Regions from separate parts of the Mus musculus genome. Here regions 2 and 3 are each linked to region 1. The links are chromatin contacts, called in public HiCAR-type and promoter capture Hi-C maps. All regions are on one chromosome and are shown on one strand. The core of a region is the stretch at or near the end of the contact, and the rest is flanking DNA. Distances in the headings are between cores, read along the strand shown.

Region 1 (2,954 bases), core at 77-2,576:
GGTTTCTCTGTGTAGCCCTCACTGTCCTGAGCGTCAAATTCAGAGACTCACCTGTGTCTGCCTGCTGAGTGCTGGGGTTGAAGGTGTGTGCCAACATTTCCCCTCCACCTTGTCTTTTAATGAAACTAAACATTACTTATTTCATCATCATGATTGCAGATGTTAAGGGACTGGATCAACAGGCAAATGAGCAACCTCCTCTCTCGTAACCAGATGTTTCACTTGCTCTGTATGATGTGAGAAATCACCTTAAGCAAAGAGAGAGGGTTCAAACTGGCCTCAGAGGTGGGGTGGCAGTCATCGGTACCAAAAAAGAAAAAAAAATTAAACTGATCCTTTTTTACCACTGAGAAAACTATTAAAATCATAAAACTTTAAAAATTTAGCAATTTTTTAAAAAAGCCATGTTGTGTCTGAAAAAAAAAATCAGCAAATTCATGGCTATCTTCATATTCTTAGCTTCATATCCAGTCATCAAAGTCTATTTTCAAGGTGGTTGATAATGTGAAGTGACTCCAGGCTTTTCTCTCCCATGTCCCCAGATGGAGTCGCTGAATTAGAAGATCCTTAACAGACTAGTTTTTATGACACAGTGAGTTTTATTTCCATTTTGGAGATTCAAAGTCCTCAAGCTTGGTACAGCACCGTATAGATTCCATCAGGCTCCTCAGGCTGAGTCATCTCACGGTGGGGTGCACAGAAATCTAGTCTCTTTTTCTCTGGGGACACCCACATTGACCTCATATAGTAGTTTCCCAAAGGATCCCACCTTTAAACACCACAGAGTTCTCACCTTCTTAATCCCATTAATCTATGGAAACTTGATTCCATCAGTTCCTTTTCAAATCGCAGCTATCTCCTTTATTGCCTTCCTAGTATGTTGCAGAGAACCATTACAAAAACTGTGGTAATGTAACACATAAGAGCCTAAGTTGAAGTCATTACTACATTAATTCCTTCCCTTGAGACAGTGGATCAGAAGAAAGGAATTCTAAGTAGATCGCTTTCCGCACGTTAGGGGAGGGGAATCTATGCTGCAAACCTTTAGGGCCCGGTGACAAGGGCGGGACTCAAATCTCATCTCCAGGAGGTTTCAAATCTCTTGAGCCTCAATGTCCAATCAGTATCAAATACAAGATCGGTTATCCGAGCTATGCCGAGTTGAGCTGCGAGCTCCTCCCTGAAAGTCAAACGCGCTTCCGCCTGGGCATCTTTCAGCCCCGCCCTCTGGTCACACCCCCCCTGTGATTGGTCGAGCGTCGAGGTAGGTCGAGCCACGATAGGTCAGTACCGCCACGGCAGTGAGCGCCACGTGTACATAGGGCCGAACCGGAAGCGCAGAGCAGAGAGGAGCAGCGGGCTTGTCGTTGGTGGCGGTGGCGGTGGCCGCCATGGATCGCGATGAGGAACCTCTGTCCGCGAGGCCGGCGCTGGAGACCGAGAGCCTGCGATTCCTGCACGTGACAGGTCAGGGGCGGCGGGCGCCGCCATGCTCGGTGGGTCGGCCTCCAGGAGGCTTGGCGTTAACGCCGCGGACTGGCCGAGCCTGCTTGTTGGGCCGGAGCTCACCTTTCTCGAAGTCGCCCTAGCTGGGCGGGCGCTCGCGGACTTGGCTCACGGGAGTCCCTTTAACATTTTCCTTTTGCAGTGGAGTCCTCCGCCCGGCGTTTCACTCTACCCGACACTAACACACTGTTGTCTCACTCCTTAACAAAGTGTAACTCACGGAGTCTGGATGGCCTTTGCTTTCCTGAATCAGATAGACACGTCCCCTTTAGTCCTTCAGAACCTAGCTGCTGGGCTCTGCACCCTCCGGGCTACTCCCGAGTCCCCTTGTAGTTGAGAAGTTTCTGTACCCAGCGATTCGCTTCTTAGGAGTCCATTTCCAGCTAGACTGTGAAGGTTCTGAAAGAAGAAGCTATGACTATTTTTGTAGAGTATTATTGAAAAAAATGCTATTACCATTTCTGAAACTGGTTTCTTTCTCTTTTTTTTTTTTTTCCCCCCAGTGGGCTCCCTGCTGGCCAGCTATGGCTGGTACATCCTCTTCAGCTGCATCCTACTCTACATTGTCATCCAGAGGCTCTCCCTTCGACTGAGGGCTTTGAGGCAGAGACAGCTGGACCAAGCCGAGACTGTTCTGGGTTAGTGCCATGTGGTAGAAATGAAGGCGCCTGTCATTTACTTAGTGGGTGGTGGCAAGACATGCCTTTGAGGTTTGAAAGATTTTTATTGAGATGCAAAGACTCCGTGATGGTGTATAGCATACTCAATGCACATCTTGTTCGGTGCATGGGGACCAGTCCCTGGAGATGGCCAGGTCTTGTGGAGGAAACAAGAAGTGTCAAGGGGCGGGGGTGGGGGTGGGGGGATCAGGCATTGGGGTCCTGGGAATCTTGCCACCTGACTGACTGGAAGTGGGGTGCTGCTTTATACAGCACTCCGTAGACAGGGATGGATTCATAGATCATATTTTTGTCCCCAGATGTATTTTAGCTTCCTCGTAGTCATAAGTTTAGCCATCATTGATAAACCGTGACAGAGCAGAGTTATCTTTTACAATCATTTTCCCTCATCAACCCCGTAGCCCATTTTTTTAAAGAATCTAGAGGCATATTTTGCCAAAGCATGACAGTCCATTCTCAGGCTGGTAGCTCTTATGGTTTCAAAGGCACTAGACAGAAAATCTCCAAGCCAGCCTGGGTAGGTTGTCATGTCCTATGGCAGTAGATTAGCAGTTTATTTAATCAACTTTTGATGGTTAGAGTGCTAATTGTCATTAGGCCCAAGGAAAATCTTCAGGCCAGAACTGCTACAGTTATTATTCAATTTTGGATGTAATACAATGTTTTTATCTTTGTGGAATTTATTTTTAGGTCTGAACTTGGTATTCTTTTGTTCCTTGGCCATAGGACATCACAGTGGTCCTGCATAGACTAATTTTTCCAAGGGAG
Region 2 (2,718 bases), core at 101-2,600, 590 kb after region 1:
TTCAAAGAATTATGTTTTTTCTTTTATCTTTATCAATTTTGTTCCCTTTCTATTAGACTAATTTTTGTTTTTCCCTTTTTAAAAATAATTTCCCTTATTTTTAAGATTATCACAAAAAATTTGTCATTTCCCCTTCCTCTAAACTCTTCCATACACCCTCCTTAGTCTCCTTCAAATTTATGGCCTCTCTTTTTATTAATGGTTGCTACACACATGTATATCCCCAAGTCTAACCTGCTCAGTGTGTATATTACTTGTGTGTATGTATTCAGGGCTGTCCCCTTGGCACTAGATAACCAGTTGGTGTGCTCCTCCTGCAGAAGACTCTCCCGATCTCAGCACTCCTTGGTTGCCTGTAGTTCTTTGGGTTGAGGCCTCATGGTTTTCAGTCTACTTTGGTATGTCTGTTGTTGTTCTTAAGCTCATGTTTAGAGTCATGTTAGTGAGATCTTAAGGATGTGGCTTCTGATAATAGTAGGAGACACAATCTTACAGCAAATTCCTGATCCTTTGACTTTTACAATCTTTTCAGCTGCTCTTCCTCGAGATTTACTGAACCATGGATGGGGAAGTCATCCTGGAGATGAGTGCATTGGGAGTGGGGCCTACTACCTGTCTGTCGCAAAGAGAAGCTTCCTTGATGAGGGTGAGGACTATACTTATACTTATCTGTAGGTATGAGAACAAGTGTTGAATGTAGTGAAGGACTACACTGGTCTAATAAAGTGGCAGTTATAGGTTCTCCTCTGAGATCCATAACTTCACTAGGGCTAGTTGCTAGGTTTCCAGTACCCTGCACAGTTTCCCTCTTGTTGAGTGGCCTTTAAGTCCAATTAGAGAGCTATTGATTACCAGCAAGGTGTGCCTGCCACTAGTGCACCCTGAGAGTTATCAAGCCATGCTGGGCAATGTGGTTCACAGACATCAGAGCTGGGTAGGACTGCTGGGTGCTTCCTTTCTTTAGAGGCTTGAATGACACCTTGTACTGCGAGAGCTAGTTCTCAGAGAGGAGGTTTGTGGGTAAGTTCCAGATCAGGGCTTTTGGGTCCTGGTGTCTTCATCAGTAAAACTTACCTTCTACCTCTGAGGAGCAACCAAGAGTAAGAGCAATAGCTTATGATGTTTGGGGAATCTTTTGGAAAACCCTGAAAAACTACTCAAGACATTTCTCATGCCTGGTATCAGGATTTTTGTAGATTAGCTCTTGGAAGGAGTACTGTCAGCTCAGAAGAGAAAACTTCATTTAAAATATCTATACCCATTAATACATACATATATATGTATATATATTATTGTTTTAGATAGACAGCTTGTTTCATTATATCTTTTACAGACATCTGTCCTTATAACTTCCTCTTTCCTTATTTCCCCCTTCTTTCTAATTACAGCCCCTTTCCCTACTTAAACCATTTGTACCCTGCTCCTAATTACAGCCTCCCTCAATATGCAAATCATTTGTATCTGCTCCTAATTAGAGCCCCACCTTTCCCTATTTAAATCATTGTACCCTGCTATCCCCCTAATTCTCATCCACCCCAACTCCCCAGGAATGGCCCCTCTTACTTTCTTGGTTTCTGCATTTATTGCAGGATACATATTCACATATGAAGAGTTAGAGGGAGGAGCCTCCAATAAGAGAGAACATATAACATTTTCCTGTCTGAGTCTGGGTTACCCCACTCAAAATGACGTTTTATAGCTAGCTTCATCTACTTGTAATGTTCATGGCTGCAACTTTCCTTGCATACGAATGACGTTAGACAGGGTATATCTACTACCACACCTTCATTCTCCATTCATGGGCTGAAGACAACTTAGTCTGTTTCCACTTCCTATCTTTGTGAATAAAGCAGTAATGAGCATGACTGCACAAGTCTCTCTAAATACAGTCACGTTTTTAGGGCATACGTCAAGGAATGGAATGGCTAGGTCATAAGGTCGATTTCCTTTTAGCTTTTAAAGAATTCTCCACACTGATTCCCATAATCGCTGCCCCGGTTTGCAAAGTGGTAAATGAGGACTCTTTTCCCCTGTATCCCCTCCAGCATCTGCTGTCTATTGTTCTGTTGATTTTTGCCACTCTGACTGGGGTAAGATGAACCCTCAATGTCATTTGGACATTTCCCTAATTGCTAGGGGCGGTGAGCATTTTTGGAGATATTTCTTAGTTATTTTTGTTTCTTCCTTTGACAATTCTCTGTTCTAGCCTTGGGCACATTTTAAAATAAGCCATTTGATCTTTTTTTTTAATTTATTTTGTGAATTCTTTGTATATTCTGGGTAGTAATCCTCTGTCAGATGTGTAGCTGGCAAAGATTCCATTCTGCAGGTTTCCTGTTCACCTCTTCATTTTGCAGGTCTAACTGAATTCTTCTGCATGTGGACGTCCAGTTTCTCCAAAACCATTTTTGTTCAAGATTCTTTCTCCAGTTTATGTTTTGACATTTTTTTCAAATATTAAATGGCTGAAGGTATGATTTTGTTCCATTGGTCTACATGTCTACTTTTGTGCTAGTGCCATGCTGTTTTTGTTACTGTAGCTCTGTAACATAGTCTTACGGCCTGGCACAGCAATCACTTGTACTTGCTTCCCCCAGGATTCTTTTGGATCTGTGATTCCATATGAAGTTTAGGGCAGTTTTTTCACTTTCTGTGAAAAATGAAATGGGTGTTTTGATAGGGACCGCTTCCATCTGAATCACAATATTAATTTTACTA
Region 3 (2,853 bases), core at 167-2,666, 710 kb before region 1:
ACAAACTAAATTACTCCTACAGGAGCAATACTCTATTCCTTAAAACAATCTATACTAAACCTTGTATCTGCCAAAGAAACAAGGTCCTGTCAAGAATTCAGAAATTTCCATCTATTCTCAAAGGTTATGATTAAGTATTTCAAATAGAAAACTACATAAAATCACCACCTGTTTAAGCTGTTTGAATAACGGATTGATTTTTCTCACACTGTATGTCTGTCATTGAAAAAGCAAGCACTTTAGGATTTTTTTTTAATTAAAACGTACAAAAGAAGGATTCTACTTCATCTTTAAGAATTTTAGCCTAATGTAATAATAATATAACACACTGTCAAGAAGCACACTTCAAAGCACACAGGAAAATAGGCAAGTTGTTTTGTGCAGAATTCACCGGGCTCTTTTGGTTTGCACCCATCTTACTGTCCATGTGTAGGGACACTTTGTGCTACTTCTGAAAGTTGAAATTAAAGTGCTTAAAAACTTTCCTCCTTCTGTGGCCTCACATAAATAATAAACCTCAAAATAAACCATAGCTACTCTAGAGCTGAGTGTTTTGCTGTCTCCAAGCTTTATCGCTGCCATTGCGCATACCGCAGCGGGTGACATCAGATCGAAACTATAGGGTTTCGTCGGGTACCAACCACTCCTCCAGAGCCAGCCCCGCGGCTACCCACCCACCCTCCTGCTGCAGCTGACACCCCCGGGTCTCCGCAGACACGCTCCCGGGACCTGAGAATCCTCACCCGGGGCGACTTTCCAGGCGCGGGACCTGTTGCACGTCGCCTCCCAGCGCGAGCCGGAGCCAGGCACCGGCAGCCGTGCACCTGCCCGGGCGGCAGGCGCACCCCCAGCCCGCCCTCCCGCCTTCCCTCACCGCCCCGCCGCGGTCGCCCCCGGCTGCCGCCGCGGGGAGGGCGGGGCGAGGCTCCCCCGCCGCCCCCCGCCGCCCAGCCCGCCGCCCGGCTGGCCGAGAGGTTCTCACCTTAGCGGCCGCGGCCCTGGCGGACATCTTGTCTCTCTCCGCGCCGCGCGAAGCTCCTCGGACCCGAAACTCCGCGCCGCCGGCCCGCCCGCTCCTCACGCCACCGTCCGCATAAACATCTCCCGGGGACGAGCGGGGCAGGGGCGGGGGAGGCCGGAAAGGCCCGGCCCACGGGGAGGGGATTCAAGTGGGACAAAAGTCCGGGAAGCGTCCGCCCCGCCCGGGCTTCTCCGCGGGGCACACCCGGCCGCCTGCTCGGCCTCCGCCGCCCTCCGCCGGCTCGCCGCTCCGCAGTACCCGGGCCTCCGGCTGTCCCCTACACCCTCGGGCGTCTCCTCCAAAGCCTGCTCCCGCACGTAACTTCCCCGGAACGCGCGGCCGCCGAGAGACGTGCCGTCGGCGGGCAGAGCCGTCGCGGGCAACTCAGGCGGCCACGCAAAACCTGCCGGACCGGGCCACTGAGCATGCCCAGCCGGCGGGGGCGGGGCCTCCGCGAGGGGCGGGGCCAGGCCGGGTCCGACCCCCGCGCGGAAGGAAAAGCTCGGCTACCCAAGTTACTTGCTAGGCGGTTTCCGCTGCCGCGCGATCCATCCTGTTTGTTTTTATCACAGATCCGGCAGAATTCGATTCACCCCCACCCCCGAGAACCCCAAACTCCTGTGTACTAAAGCTTTTTGACTCCCTACACAGACTTGTCTACTTTCTCCTCAACCAGCAACCCCAGATGGGCCCCACGCAGGAGTGTGACAATTAAGGTCGGCCTGGCCAATACCCAACTGTGGTTTCTTTAGCCTCGCAAGTAACAATGGTCACAACTGTCACCATGTGTCTCGGCACTGTTACCCCATTGGAGATATGTTTTTGTTTAAAGCACAACAGAAGCGTTCTAGAAGGCTCAGGACAAACCGACTGCCTTAAATAAACCAGGTACAAATCTGGACACTGAGATAATCCCAGCCCCCTTCTCCCGCCTCGCTAGACAGGGATCTCAATAGAATATTTTAGGCTATCAAGATTGCTGAAATTCTTGGCCCCTGAAGAGACAGAGCAGGCTGCCTGCCTTTCTAAACCAGAAAAGGATGTAAGGACACGCGGAATTCAACAAGTTCAATAGGCCACTGTGCAAACTTAGGCCAACTGTCTTGCTGAACCAAAAAAAAAAAAAAAAAAAAATTAGGTAGAAAACTATTTCGAGCTTCATTAATTTACATTCTGTATACTGCAAAGCTCTTAAGGAATATTAGAAAAATTTAGTAACATTAGATAACATCCTAAAGTACCTAGCATAGTGCTACAGTAGCCATACAAGGAAGAGGGAGACAGAAGCATCGGCTTTTAGACTATTGTTGTCTTTTGAGAATTCAACTATATGACCAATTTAAACCTAATTCTAACTTGGAAATATCCATACATGAAATGTAAACATCAATTAAGGTTTCAAAGTCAAGTATTTTGTAACTCTAAGCCAGCTGAACCAGAAAAGAGCATCGTGCAAACCAAACCCTGTTTCTCGGCATGTAGGAAAACAGTTAAAGTCAGTTTTGTTTTTTGTTTTGTTTTGTTTTAGTTGTGGTGTGTGTAGTTATTTCACAGGCAAAGTGTCCTGTGTTCTCTCAAAGGGGGTGATTAAATTTATCCTATGAGAAAACAGCATTATAAAAGACTTGGGTGTGCTGTGGCTGAGAAAGCGGTTCCTGAAGGACTTTCATACCAGGGAGGGCATTACCATTTAATAAGAGATGCACTCTGCAAACCTGCCTAGCAGTTTGATGCGCCTACTCCTTCCCTTTTCTCTTTGGTCAATCAGTTTATCAAGTCTATTATGTAAGCTAAATATTAGATCACTACATCGTGTCTACATCTAATTTACC

The links. Promoter capture Hi-C pulls out the DNA fragments that hold promoters and counts their contacts. HiCAR-type assays count read pairs that join an accessible place to other places.
Region 2: a contact with region 1 is called in a promoter capture Hi-C map of the HPC-7 cell line. The contact joins the enhancer-like site here to the promoter of Selenos in region 1. A contact is called at or near these places in 11 of 39 promoter capture datasets (the C10 cell line, the HPC-7 cell line, HPC-7-derived erythroid cells and 7 more), 1 of 15 datasets of contacts at CTCF or cohesin (pro-B cells), 71 of 484 Hi-C or Micro-C datasets (the 63-12 cell line, the AML12 cell line, B cells and 47 more), 21 of 115 datasets of contacts at active chromatin or transcription factors (the 230-238 cell line, CD8 T cells, acute myeloid leukemia and 17 more) and 3 of 9 other capture datasets (adipose tissue, embryonic stem cells and liver).
Region 3: a HiCAR-type map of astrocytes shows a contact between it and region 1, with 2.7 times the contacts expected there. The contact joins the promoter of Tjp1 here to the promoter of Selenos in region 1. A contact is called at or near these places in 1 of 39 promoter capture datasets (cranial neural crest), 1 of 484 Hi-C or Micro-C datasets (myocytes) and 2 of 115 datasets of contacts at active chromatin or transcription factors (astrocytes and bone marrow-derived macrophages).

Annotation. Positions count from the first base shown.
Region 1 is chr7:66,078,323-66,081,276 of GRCm38.p6, forward strand. It overlaps Selenos (selenoprotein S), which reads left to right and starts at 1,327. Exons shown (of 6, transcript NM_024439.3): 1 at 1,327-1,467; 2 at 2,010-2,144. The coding sequence starts at 1,392.
Region 2 is chr7:66,665,926-66,668,643 of GRCm38.p6, forward strand. The region is part of intron 4 of Asb7 (ankyrin repeat and SOCS box-containing 7); the gene reads right to left. Among named protein-coding and RNA genes, the nearest start is that of Asb7, 22 kb to the right of the region's middle. Within about 2 kb of position 1,351, at least 4 of the 459 cell types and tissues checked have an H3K27ac peak or open chromatin away from gene starts, as enhancers often do. A contact at or near this core is called in the G1E-ER4 cell line and the HPC-7 cell line, where this site is marked.
Region 3 is chr7:65,369,828-65,372,680 of GRCm38.p6, forward strand. Tjp1 (tight junction protein 1) reads right to left here and starts at 1,417. Exons shown (of 27, transcript NM_001163574.1): 1 at 983-1,417. The coding sequence starts at 1,009.